Regions from separate parts of the Sus scrofa genome. Here region 2 is linked to region 1. A link is a contact called in public promoter capture Hi-C data. All regions are on one chromosome and are shown on one strand. The core of a region is the stretch at or near the end of the contact, and the rest is flanking DNA. Distances in the headings are between cores, read along the strand shown. Region 1 holds the start of ROCK1 (rho-associated protein kinase 1). Region 2 holds the start of ESCO1 (N-acetyltransferase ESCO1).

Region 1 (5,231 bases), core at 1,409-3,908:
GGAGTTCCTGTCATGGCACAGTGGAAACGAATCTGACTAGAAACCATGAGGTTGTGGGTTTGATCCCTGTCCTTGCTTAGTGGGTTAAGGATCTGGCATTGTTGTGAGCTGTGGTGTAGTTCACAGACACAGCTTGGATCTGGCATTGCTGTGGCTGTGGTGTAGGCTGGCAGCTACAGCTCCAATTAGACCCCTAGCCTGGGAACCTCTATTTGCTGCCCTAAAAAGACAAAAAAGAAAAAATAAATAAATAAATCTGTGCTATGTAAATACTTGTTATTGTATTAAGATTGGATAGTGTTAGCATACTCAGCAGTTACAACTGGGGATGCTGAGTCAGACTGTCACTGTTCCAATCTGGGCCTGTCATGACCTTGAGCAAGTAACATATCTTTCTGTACCTGTTCCCCATCTGCCATGTAGAGATAATCATAGCAGAGTTCTTTTGAAGTTTTAATGAGATAGGTAAGAAATAGTGCCTAAAACATGGTAAGCACTTACTATTATTATGTGTAATAATATTATATTCTTATATTTATACATGGAATCAGTAGCTTGCAATTGCACTTAGGATCTTAACTTATTCTTCAAGTGTGATCTCAGATATTCACAATACTTTTGAAGAGACTAGTAACAATTAGACAATAGAATTTTAAAGTTGGAAAGGAACTTTAATGTCCTATGATTCTACTCTTTTACAGGTGAGGATTTTTCTATTAAAAAACAAAAACACTGATACAGAGTCTATCCATCTTAATGTAAAAGACACCGCATAGGTTACAATAATCAGAATAGCCTTGTGGATCAGTAAAACAGGCCTCACATATATTTCTGGTAGCTTTGCTAGACTGATTTTCAGTCCCACTTATCAGTGCCACTCATGAATTGTCTTAGCTGCATTTTTTCATGTGTCTAAGTGGAAAGCAGCATAATGCTCACAGTTCTCTGAGAAAAAAACAAAATTCCTAAGACTACCTAAAAATGGTAATAAAAAAGGACAAGCAGGGTTTAGAAAATTTATTCTAAGGCAACTGCCAGATTTATTTTAAGCCCTACGCTTAAAAATAAATTTAATTCACATGACTGGCTTAAAACACTGGAACCAAGAAAAGTCACTGCAAAAGCATTTAATGAAATACCTGAATTCCATCTAGGTTTTTTTTTTTTTTGTCTTTTTGCTATTTCTAGGGCCACTTCTGCGGCATATGGAGGTTCCCAGGCTAGGGGTCTAATCGGAGCTGTAGCTGCTGGCCCACACCAGAGCCACAGCAACAAGGGATCCGAGCCTCGTCTGTGACCTACACCACAGCTCACAGCAACGCCGGATCCTTAACCCACTGGGCAAGGTCAGGGAGGGAACCTACAACCTCATGGTTCCTAGTCGGATTCATTAACCACTGAGCCATAATGGGGACTCCCCATCTAGTTGTTTTTGATATGATTCTTGTGAGGACTTCCTATCTTGATTTATACAGTGGATTTTACATCTATTTCTTGTATCTAATGCAATGAAAAGAGAAGAGACATTTTTCAAATAATATAACTTTTCCTAAACCCTGACTCACTTCAGAAAGTTGGTGAACTGTTCAGACGCTGCACAGTGATTTTTACATACAAAGACAATTGGTTCATCTGCAGCATTTTCCAGTGTGGGATAAAACATTTACATTTTTTATTTCTGGCAATACTTCATTTGACCTATGAGCAAAACTAAAGATTGACTACATACGAATTACGGTAGATTTCCTGCTGAAAGCAGTGAGGAACATAACTTTATCAGCAGATTGGGGAACAGTCTCACTCTCTCAGTACAGTCAATGACGCAACTTATTTAAGAGGACATGCCCATTATTTTCACGTTCTACTTTAGTCTGGTAAAATCACAATTCCAAGTTTCACTGAATGTTTTGAAATTGAAACGTCAGGATTACGCATCAATAAGTGAACTACAATGGTGTAGGACAACTAGTAACATTAACTTAAAAATACGGATTTTTCCTACGAGATTATAATTATTATTTGGCTTGTTTTTTAAACTAAACTGAGTTTGATTTCTACTGACTAGATCTTCCGGAGTCAATATTTTAATGCTCCCCTGACACACACGCTCGGTTTAGGAGGGTTATGAACTGCATTGCTTCGTAATTTTCCCATGGAAGCACAGGCGAGTTAAACCATGTGGAGTTCACTCAGTACTACTGAAGACCTGAAACCGGTGGTGCCAAAATGCTGATGCCTGCCGGCGGAAAGGTATTTGCCCTTAAAACAAGAAACAAACGACAACAAAAACAAAAACCCACTTAGCTCCAAAATAACAATAACAAGCACCCTTTCTTTCTTGCCAGAATTCACCCGACGGTTGCAGCCCAAAGGAAGCGGAGCTGAGGCAGCGGCCAGGACGCGACTAGAGGCAGCAAGAGCTCCTCCCCAGCCCGGACTCTCACAGCCGCTTCCTAAGCGCTGCGTGGCTCCCTAGAGCCTGCCGGCGAGAGGGTTACGCTGCCTGCCGCACCCGGTCGGCTCCTCACGGCTGCCAGCCTACCCCGCCCGCCCGCGAAGCCCGGGGTGCGCCACGCCTTCCGTCCGGCCCCGCCCAACCCAGCCCCGCCCGGCCCTGCGGAGGCGCCGGAGTGCGCGCGCGCGCGCGCGCGCGAGGCAGGCCCGGTTCCCCTTCCGAACGTCCGCGCCCCGCATGCGCAGTCTACGCCGGCGGTCTCCGTTTGTTTGAACAGGAAGGCGGACATATTAGTCCCTCACGGCCCCCATCGCCCCACCCCCCAAAGCGTTCGCCGTCGCGACTCGCCCTTTCCCCAGCCGGGGCCGCAGCACCTCCCAGGAGCTCCCCCAGCAGCAGCCGCCGGGACCCGACTCTCATCTCCTTTACCGGCCGCTCTCCAGCCTGTCCTCTCCTAAGTCTCCATCGGGCACCGACCTCGCCCTGCCCCGCCGGACGCCACAGCAGCAGCCCCAGCAGCGCCAGGACAAAATGGGAGAGTGAGGCTATCCCTCGGGGACCAGCTCTTGGCCGGCGCGGGTCGGTGCGTCGGGCCGGGCCAAGTGGTGCCGGGGATGCAGGGCTAGACCGCCTCCAGCGCCTCAGAACGGAGCGGGCCCGGCCGGGGGCCCAGGCGGCGGCGGCGGCGGCAGCTGGCACGGCTCCGCACCCGCCCTTCGCTTTCGCCTTTCCTCCTCTCCCTCCCCTGCTGCCCGGAGGAGTCTCCACCCTGCTTCTCTTTCTCTACCCCCTCCTGCCCATCTCGGGACCGGGAACTCTCCATGGCCAAGGCGGCCGGGGCCCGCTAGGCTGAAGCATTTGCCTGGAGCGACAAGTCTGGTGGCGACGGCGCTGTCGGCTGTCGTGAGGGGCTGCCGGGTGGGATGCTACTTTGGGCATCCGAGCGGCTGTGGGTCGCCGTCGCCCCCGGCCCGGGGTCTGGAGAGCGGAGATCCCCTTAGTGAGGGGGAGGAGGGGGACCGCGCGCACCTGGTGACCCTGGAGTTCCGGCTCCTCCGCCCGGCGGCCGCGAACCCACCGCCGGAGGAAGTTGGCTGAAATTGCTTTCCGCTGCTTGTGCTGGTACGAGGGTATTGTCACAGTAGCAGCAACATGTCGACTGGGGACAGTTTTGAGACTCGGTTTGAAAAAATCGACAACTTGCTGCGGGATCCCAAATCGGAAGTGAATTCAGATTGTTTGCTGGTGAGTAGCCCAGTTCTCTTTTGCTTGTCTGAGGTTCTCTGTTTATTTCCTTCCTCTTGCTTTCAGTCTGGTTATCGGCAAAAGAAAAATTCAGGTGTGGAAAACACCAAAATCTGGTGGTGTTTGTGAAGAATATTGGAGTACCACTAAAATCTCGTGCTGTGGCCCTGTTTATCATTGTACTAACTACTCTCTCAACTTGTAGTTCTGACTCAGTTCATCATTACACAAAAGACACTTAATAAACTTGCAGGCATCATAGTTACCCCGTCCAGCTTATTACTATGTGTATAGTTTGTTGATTGGCGATTTTAGTAATATTAATCTTTCTGATCGGTTTGACAGTAAGATTGGAAAAGACTGTTTTCCATTTTCAGCGATTTACCTCCTTAAGGGTTTAATTTTTAGACTTGTGACAATATAGAATCTATATTGAGGAAGTGATTTTTGAGCCAAAGTGTCATAGGTGATTTGAGTCTGAGAGAACTTTTTTGCTGGACTACTAAGTGTAAAAATCCAAGATAACTGATGATAGGTCATCACATTAAAGTCTTTTACAATATTGTTGATTACAGAAGTCCTGCACAGATATTTTATCATAACTGCCCTTTTTTTGGTAGTGTTGTACCTGTTAACATTATGTCTTTTGAAACATTCTAAAGAAGTTTTTATGATATGAAAGGCCAAAACACGATTTTAAAAATTCTTCAGTGGTTTATAGCATGAACAATTAATTGTAGATAATTGGAATTCTTAAGTTTTGTCAATTTCCCCTAATAGTAATAGTTGGAAACCATCTGTAAGGAAGTTTTTCTTTTTATTTTACTGAACAACTAAAAGTTATATAATAGTTCTATTGGTCCATGCACAACCATATAATCTCTAAGGTTGCAAAGAGTATGTATATGAATAGTGATTTACAACCTTCTCAGGGATAGGTGTTAGATGTACACAATATTTGGGATTAGAATTAAGTGAACTAAATAATTCCACTCCAGAGAAATAATATTTTAAAATCTCATCTTGAATCAGGGAAATGATGTAGATCATTTAAAATTAACATACATTTCAGTTACTCCCAAATACCTGTGTATGTTTTCTAATGTGTATGGTTCTACATGAAAGTTTCTCCCCACAGCTTTTTAAATTACTCTGAGCATCCTTGACTGAAATAAACTGTGGGCTTTATGTTTGAAATGTCTCACCCACGTTGTGCATGCTCTTCATATTGAGAAACAAAAAGGAGGGTTAATGCTTAATACAATTGAGAACATTTTATCGAATGAGAGAAGTGGAAGAATTTAGGACATGTCTTTCTAAGAAGAATCTCTGTAACTCTTAAGATGTCTAATTCTTCATTTAATATTTGTCCAGTTTCCTTGTATCTGTGATTTTACATTGCTTTTTGATCTCCTTATTCCATTACAAGGAGGGTTTAGTAGATTTTTTTGTTGTTGTTTGGTGGGGTTTGTTTTTAGTTGTCTTCTAGCCTATTGCCATAGCTTCATTTGTTGGGAACGTCACAAGTTTA
Region 2 (5,231 bases), core at 1,886-4,385, 470 kb before region 1:
GATCTTTGAAAGCTCAGTCAAGCAAGATAATTTATTTAGTGGATCATGATTATTTTTTAATAGATAACAAAAATCAAATGAACCAACTTTGAAGTTTATAACACAGTACTGTGAAAGCAAGCTATTTTCATAGCATGCTTAAATAGCTGAGTATATTTAGTTTTAGAAAAGCAAATCTAGAATAAATTGCAGACATGAATTATAAATCAAATTTGAATTACTGGAGTTCCTGTTGTGGCTCAGCAGGTTGCAAATCTGCCTAGTACCCATGATGACACAGGTTCAATCCCTGGCCTTGCTTAGTGGGTTAAGGATCTGGCATTGCTGTGAGCTGTGGCATAGGTAGCAAATGTAGTTCAGATCCTGAATTGTTGTGGCTGTGGTGTAGACTGGCAGCTGCAGCTCTGGTTGGACCCCTAGCCTTGGAAACTCCATAGGCTGTAGGTGTGGCCCTAAAAGGAAAAAAAGCAGAAAAAAAAAAGGTGAAGGCAAATATAGGCCAGATATTCTAGTAGATAACCAGCTTTAACCAGGTTTGAAGTCTACTCCTGAGTTTTTCCCCAACTTAAGCCTTTTGGCACATGCCATTAAAGTATGCTGCTGACCCTGTAAAAACTCTGGCATTACAGGCACAGACCCTCTACTTGGTGGAAAATTCATGCACAACTTACTGTGGCCCCTCCATGTCCCCAGTCCCACTTCCTCCAATTCAACCAACCAATTGATGATGATTGTTTACTATTGCAGTATTTACTATGGTTTTGTTTTTTTGTTTTTGTTTTTGTTTTTGGTCTTTTTAGGGCCACACCGTGGCATATGGAAGTTCCCAGGCTAGGCGTCGAATTGGAGCTGCAGCTGCCGGCCACAGCCACAGCCACAGCAGCACCAGATCCAAGTTGCGACTGCAGTTTGGGTGGACTTGGCTCCAAAAAAAGAAGGGCAGGAACTGAGAACCCACCTATGATCACCACTCTCCAGATTCTCAAAGGCAAGAGTACCATTTTACCCATCCCCACAGTTGTGCAACGCAAAGAGTAGCACAGAATTTGTGTTCAAAAGCCAAGGATCATAGTGCAAGAGCCCTGGATTCTATATCTAGAGTCTTCTAAGAGGCTTTCTCTGAACACTCACCATGGTTAAATCTGGTGGAAATTTCCACAATTTCTTGTTGACACCACACTGCTGCCCAAGGAAGAGGGTATGTAAGGAGAAGCTGAGGTCCCGAGTTTAGACAGGCTCTGGGGAAGGAGAGAAGGGTGGATCACCTCCCCTTTACTTTGCACTGGCCCAGGTCCAAGATTAAAGGTATGTTTCTTTTTCTCTTTTCTTTCTTTGTCGTTTTAGGGCTAAACCCTGGGCATATGGAGGTTCCCAGGTAGGGGTCCAATCAGAGCTATAGTCAATGGCCTACCGCAGAGCCACAGCAACAGCTGTGTCTGCGACCTACACCACAACTCATGGCAACACTGGCTCCTTAACCCACTAAGAGCACTGAACCTGAGTCCTCATGGATGCTAGTCAAGTTCATTAACTGCTGATCCATATGGGAACTCCGTATTTTTCTTTTTCTTTCTTTTTTTTTTTTCTTTTGTCTTTTTGACTTTTCTAGGGCCGCTCCCACGGCATATGGAGGTTCCCAGGCTAGGGGGTCTAATCGCAGCTGTAGCCACCGGCCTACGCCACAGCCACGCTGGATCCGAGCCTTGTCTACAACCTACATCACAGCTCATGGCAACACCGGATCCTTAACCCACTGAGCAAGGCCAGGGATTGAATCTGCAACCTCATGGTTCCTAGGTGGATTCGTTAACCACTGAGCCACGACAGGAACTCCTCTTCTTTTGGTCATTTTAGGGCCGCACCATGGCATATGGAGGTTCCCAGGCTAGGGGTCCAATTGGAGCTGTAGCTGCCGGCCTACATCACAGCTCACGGCAATGCTGGATCCTTAACCCACTGATTGAGGCCAAGGAAGAAACCCGCAACCTCATGGTTCCTAGTCGGATTCGTTTCCACTTCACCACAATGGGAACTCCCATATTTTTCTTTTTCAATGAAAAGTTTTGTCTGGATATATGCCCAGGCGTGGGATTCCTGGATCATATGTAGTTCTACAGTTTTCTGAGGAATCGCCCCGCTGTTTTCCATGATGGTCGTACCAATTTACATTCACACTAACAGTGCAGGAGGGTTTCCTTTTATCACATACTCTCCAAAATTTGTTACTTGTAGTCTTATTAATGATAGCCATTCTGACTAGGGTGAGGTGGTACCTCATTGCAGTCTTGATTTGCATTTCTCTATTAGTGATGTTGAACATTGTTTCATGTGCCTGTTGGCCATCCAAATGTCTTCTTTGGAGAAATGTCTATTCAGGTCTTCTGCCTATTTTTCAACAGGGTTGTGTTGAGTTGTAAGAGTTGGTGTTTGTGTATTTTGGAGATTAAGTCCTTTTCTGTTGCATTCTTTGCAACTATTTTCTCCATTCCATAGGGTTTTTTTTTTGTTTGTTTTGTTTTGTTTTTTAATGGTATCTAGTCACTTGTTATGGAACATTATAGAGGAAAATGTGAGAAAAACAATACAGGTACATGTGTAACTGAGTCACTTTGGTCTACAGCAGAAATTGATGAAACACTGTAAATCAAGTATAATAAATTAAAAAAAGAGGAGTTCCCGTCGTGGCGCAGTGGTTAACGAATCCGACTAGGAACCATGAGGTTGCGGGTTCGATTCCTGCCCTTGCTCAGTGGGTTAACGATCCGGCGTTGCCATGAGCTGTGGTGTAGGTTGCAGACGCGGCTCGGATCCCGCGTTGCTGTGGCTATGGTGTAGGCCGGTGGCTACAGCTCCAATTCGACCCCTAGCCTGGGAACCTCCATATGCCGAGGGAGCAGCCCAAGAAATGGCAAGAAGACAAAAAAAAAAAAAAAAAAAAGTAAATAAATAAATTAATTAATTAAAAAAAGAAAAGGCACTTGGAACTATACCTAGTTACTTATGATGGAGCATAATGTGAGAAAAAAGAATGTATACATGTATGTGTGACTGGGTCACCTTGCTGTACAGTAGAAAATTGACAGAACACTGTAAACCAACTATAATGGAAAAAATAAAAATCACTATAAAATAGAAAAAAATTTAAAAAGAACAGAAAAAAAGGAAAACAATGAGATACAGAGTCAAGTCAGAATAAGTCATTTAAATAAATAATAATGCTACAAATCAGAAAAAAATTAAAGGTATGTTAATTATTAGTCTCAGAGAGCAGTACCTACAACCTAAAGAATCAATACTGAGGGATTTTTCAAGAGAAACCACCACCGCTACGGGGGCGGGGGAGGGGGCGTGGAGGTGGTTTATACCAACAGACAATCCGGGGAAAGGCCAGTGGCCGCCGCTTCCCAGTTGAGGCACCCGCCCGCCCGCGGGGTGCGCGCAAAGCCTCCCATCACGCCTGCGCTGGGCTCGGACGCGGGCTCGCCTTTCCCCGACGCCCGGCCGTCCAGGACGGGGTGAAAAACTGCGTGACACGCAACGAGCGTGGCGGCCATCTTCGTCTTCTGGGCATGTCAGCTGAGCCGGTTTGAGCAGAAGAGGAGCGTTGCGCAAGCGCGCCCAAGACGGTCCCAGGTAACTCCCATCTGACGGGCGAGGCGTCGCCGTCGTCGCCGGAAGTTTGCCGTTTCTGCGCCGCGGGAGAGGCGGCGGTGGCGGCAGAAGCAGCTGAGCGTCCCTGGGTACCCGGATGTGAGGCGGTCTACGGGCTCGCGTCGGACTCTCTGCCAGGAGTGAGGAAGGTACGCGAGCTTCCCCACCGGCTCCGCCGCCCGCTGTCGCGCCCCCGGCGTCCTCGCAGCGCTGCTGCCAGCCCCTCCGGCGAGCCGGACGCTTCTCCCCCTTCCTGTCCCACCCTCTGGGTCGTTGCCTCGCACGCCTCTTCCTACTCCTCGGGTCTCAGTTCTCGGCGCCCCTGGTAGAGAGTGGGCGGCTCGGAGAACGCGGTCGCCCGAGGCAGGCAGGCAGCCTGCCCGTGTCGGTTGCCTAGTCGCCGCATCACCTGCCACATCCCGCTAGGCGGTCACAGGTAATGAGGGGCCGTGGCTGAGAATCGGGTCGGGCCGGTGCTCTCGGCGGCCGCGCGGGCTTCCGGAGCCCCGAGGTGGCGTGCATCCATTACGACGGCCGGGGCGGTGTTGGCGCCCGCCCGTCCGCAGGTAGCCCGGGCCTGGCCCTCGCCCCCGGCGTCTCTCCTGCCCGGTGTCTCCCAGGTCCAGCCGCACCAGCCCCGGCGGAGCTGCGGTGCTACGGTTCTGTCCCCCTGCCCCCGCCGCCACCCACTGACCCCGCGTGAACCCCGCGGCCTCTGCAGTCTGCGCGGCGGGATGTGGGGCTCCTGGTTTCCCAGCCCTTAACCCGGGAGGGGAGCGGTGGCCCGGGTCCAAGGTCATAGAGTGTTTCTGGTTGGACTTGAAGGTCTGGGCGCAGGGTAGGGCTGCCCCGGAGTAGAAATTGGATACGTTGAGGGCTCGAGAGAAGTTTGTAGAGCTCGATGCGAGCAGAAGGGAATTGGATCTTCGATTTTGATCACTATTCGTAAGATTATTTTGCAGCGGGGGTTTGTTTTACTCAGGCAGAATGAGATAGATAGTAAGTCCAAAAATTGGACAGCACTCTCACACTCTCAACCTCCCCCCCGCCCCCATCCTCCTGGGGTTGAGTTCTGAAAACCCAAAAGGTACTGTATTTTCCAGGAGAGGGGGCGGGGAAGGGAGAAGGCATTAAGTCGTTGAGGTTTGAGAAGTTCTGTAAACCTTGTTTCCTGTAAAGCTTTTGGAGAGCTGAAAAGGGATTCTTGAAGCAGGAAGTAATTGCAACACACCGTATTTAAATAGTATTATCAAGTGGTATTTCAATAAATAGCCTTTCCAGAAACTAATAAAAGAATGTTGCTTAGTGGAAGAGTAGGATGTGGGTGTGCTTTGCTTTTTCCCCTACCGAAACATTATTTTTAAAAAACTGGGTAAAACAGGATTTCAGTTTAAAACATTTTGAATGTCGTGAACCATGCTGTATTGACTCAGCTTCTTCTGATTAGCTCTTTAGTTTCTGCTTTACACGGGGCACCAACTGCGAAGTTTTTTTAATTTGGAAAAAAAAATCTCACGATGGAATTAGATGTGAGAGTGCATGAAAGGTGCTTTAAAAGTGCTTAATTTGGAAGCTGCAAA

Evidence for each region. Promoter capture Hi-C pulls out the DNA fragments that hold promoters and counts their contacts.
Region 2: a promoter capture Hi-C map of liver shows a contact between it and region 1, with 5 times the contacts expected there. The contact joins the promoter of ESCO1 here to the promoter of ROCK1 in region 1. A contact is called at or near these places in 1 of 5 promoter capture datasets (liver) and 1 of 47 Hi-C or Micro-C datasets (embryonic fibroblasts).

The regions. Positions count from the first base shown.
Region 1 is chr6:106,312,425-106,317,655 of Sscrofa11.1, reverse strand. ROCK1 (rho-associated protein kinase 1) reads left to right here and starts at 2,658. Exons shown (of 33, transcript XM_005653400.3): 1 at 2,658-3,700. The coding sequence starts at 3,608.
Region 2 is chr6:106,787,349-106,792,579 of Sscrofa11.1, reverse strand. ESCO1 (N-acetyltransferase ESCO1) reads left to right here and starts at 3,135. Exons shown (of 13, transcript XR_002345055.1): 1 at 3,135-4,087.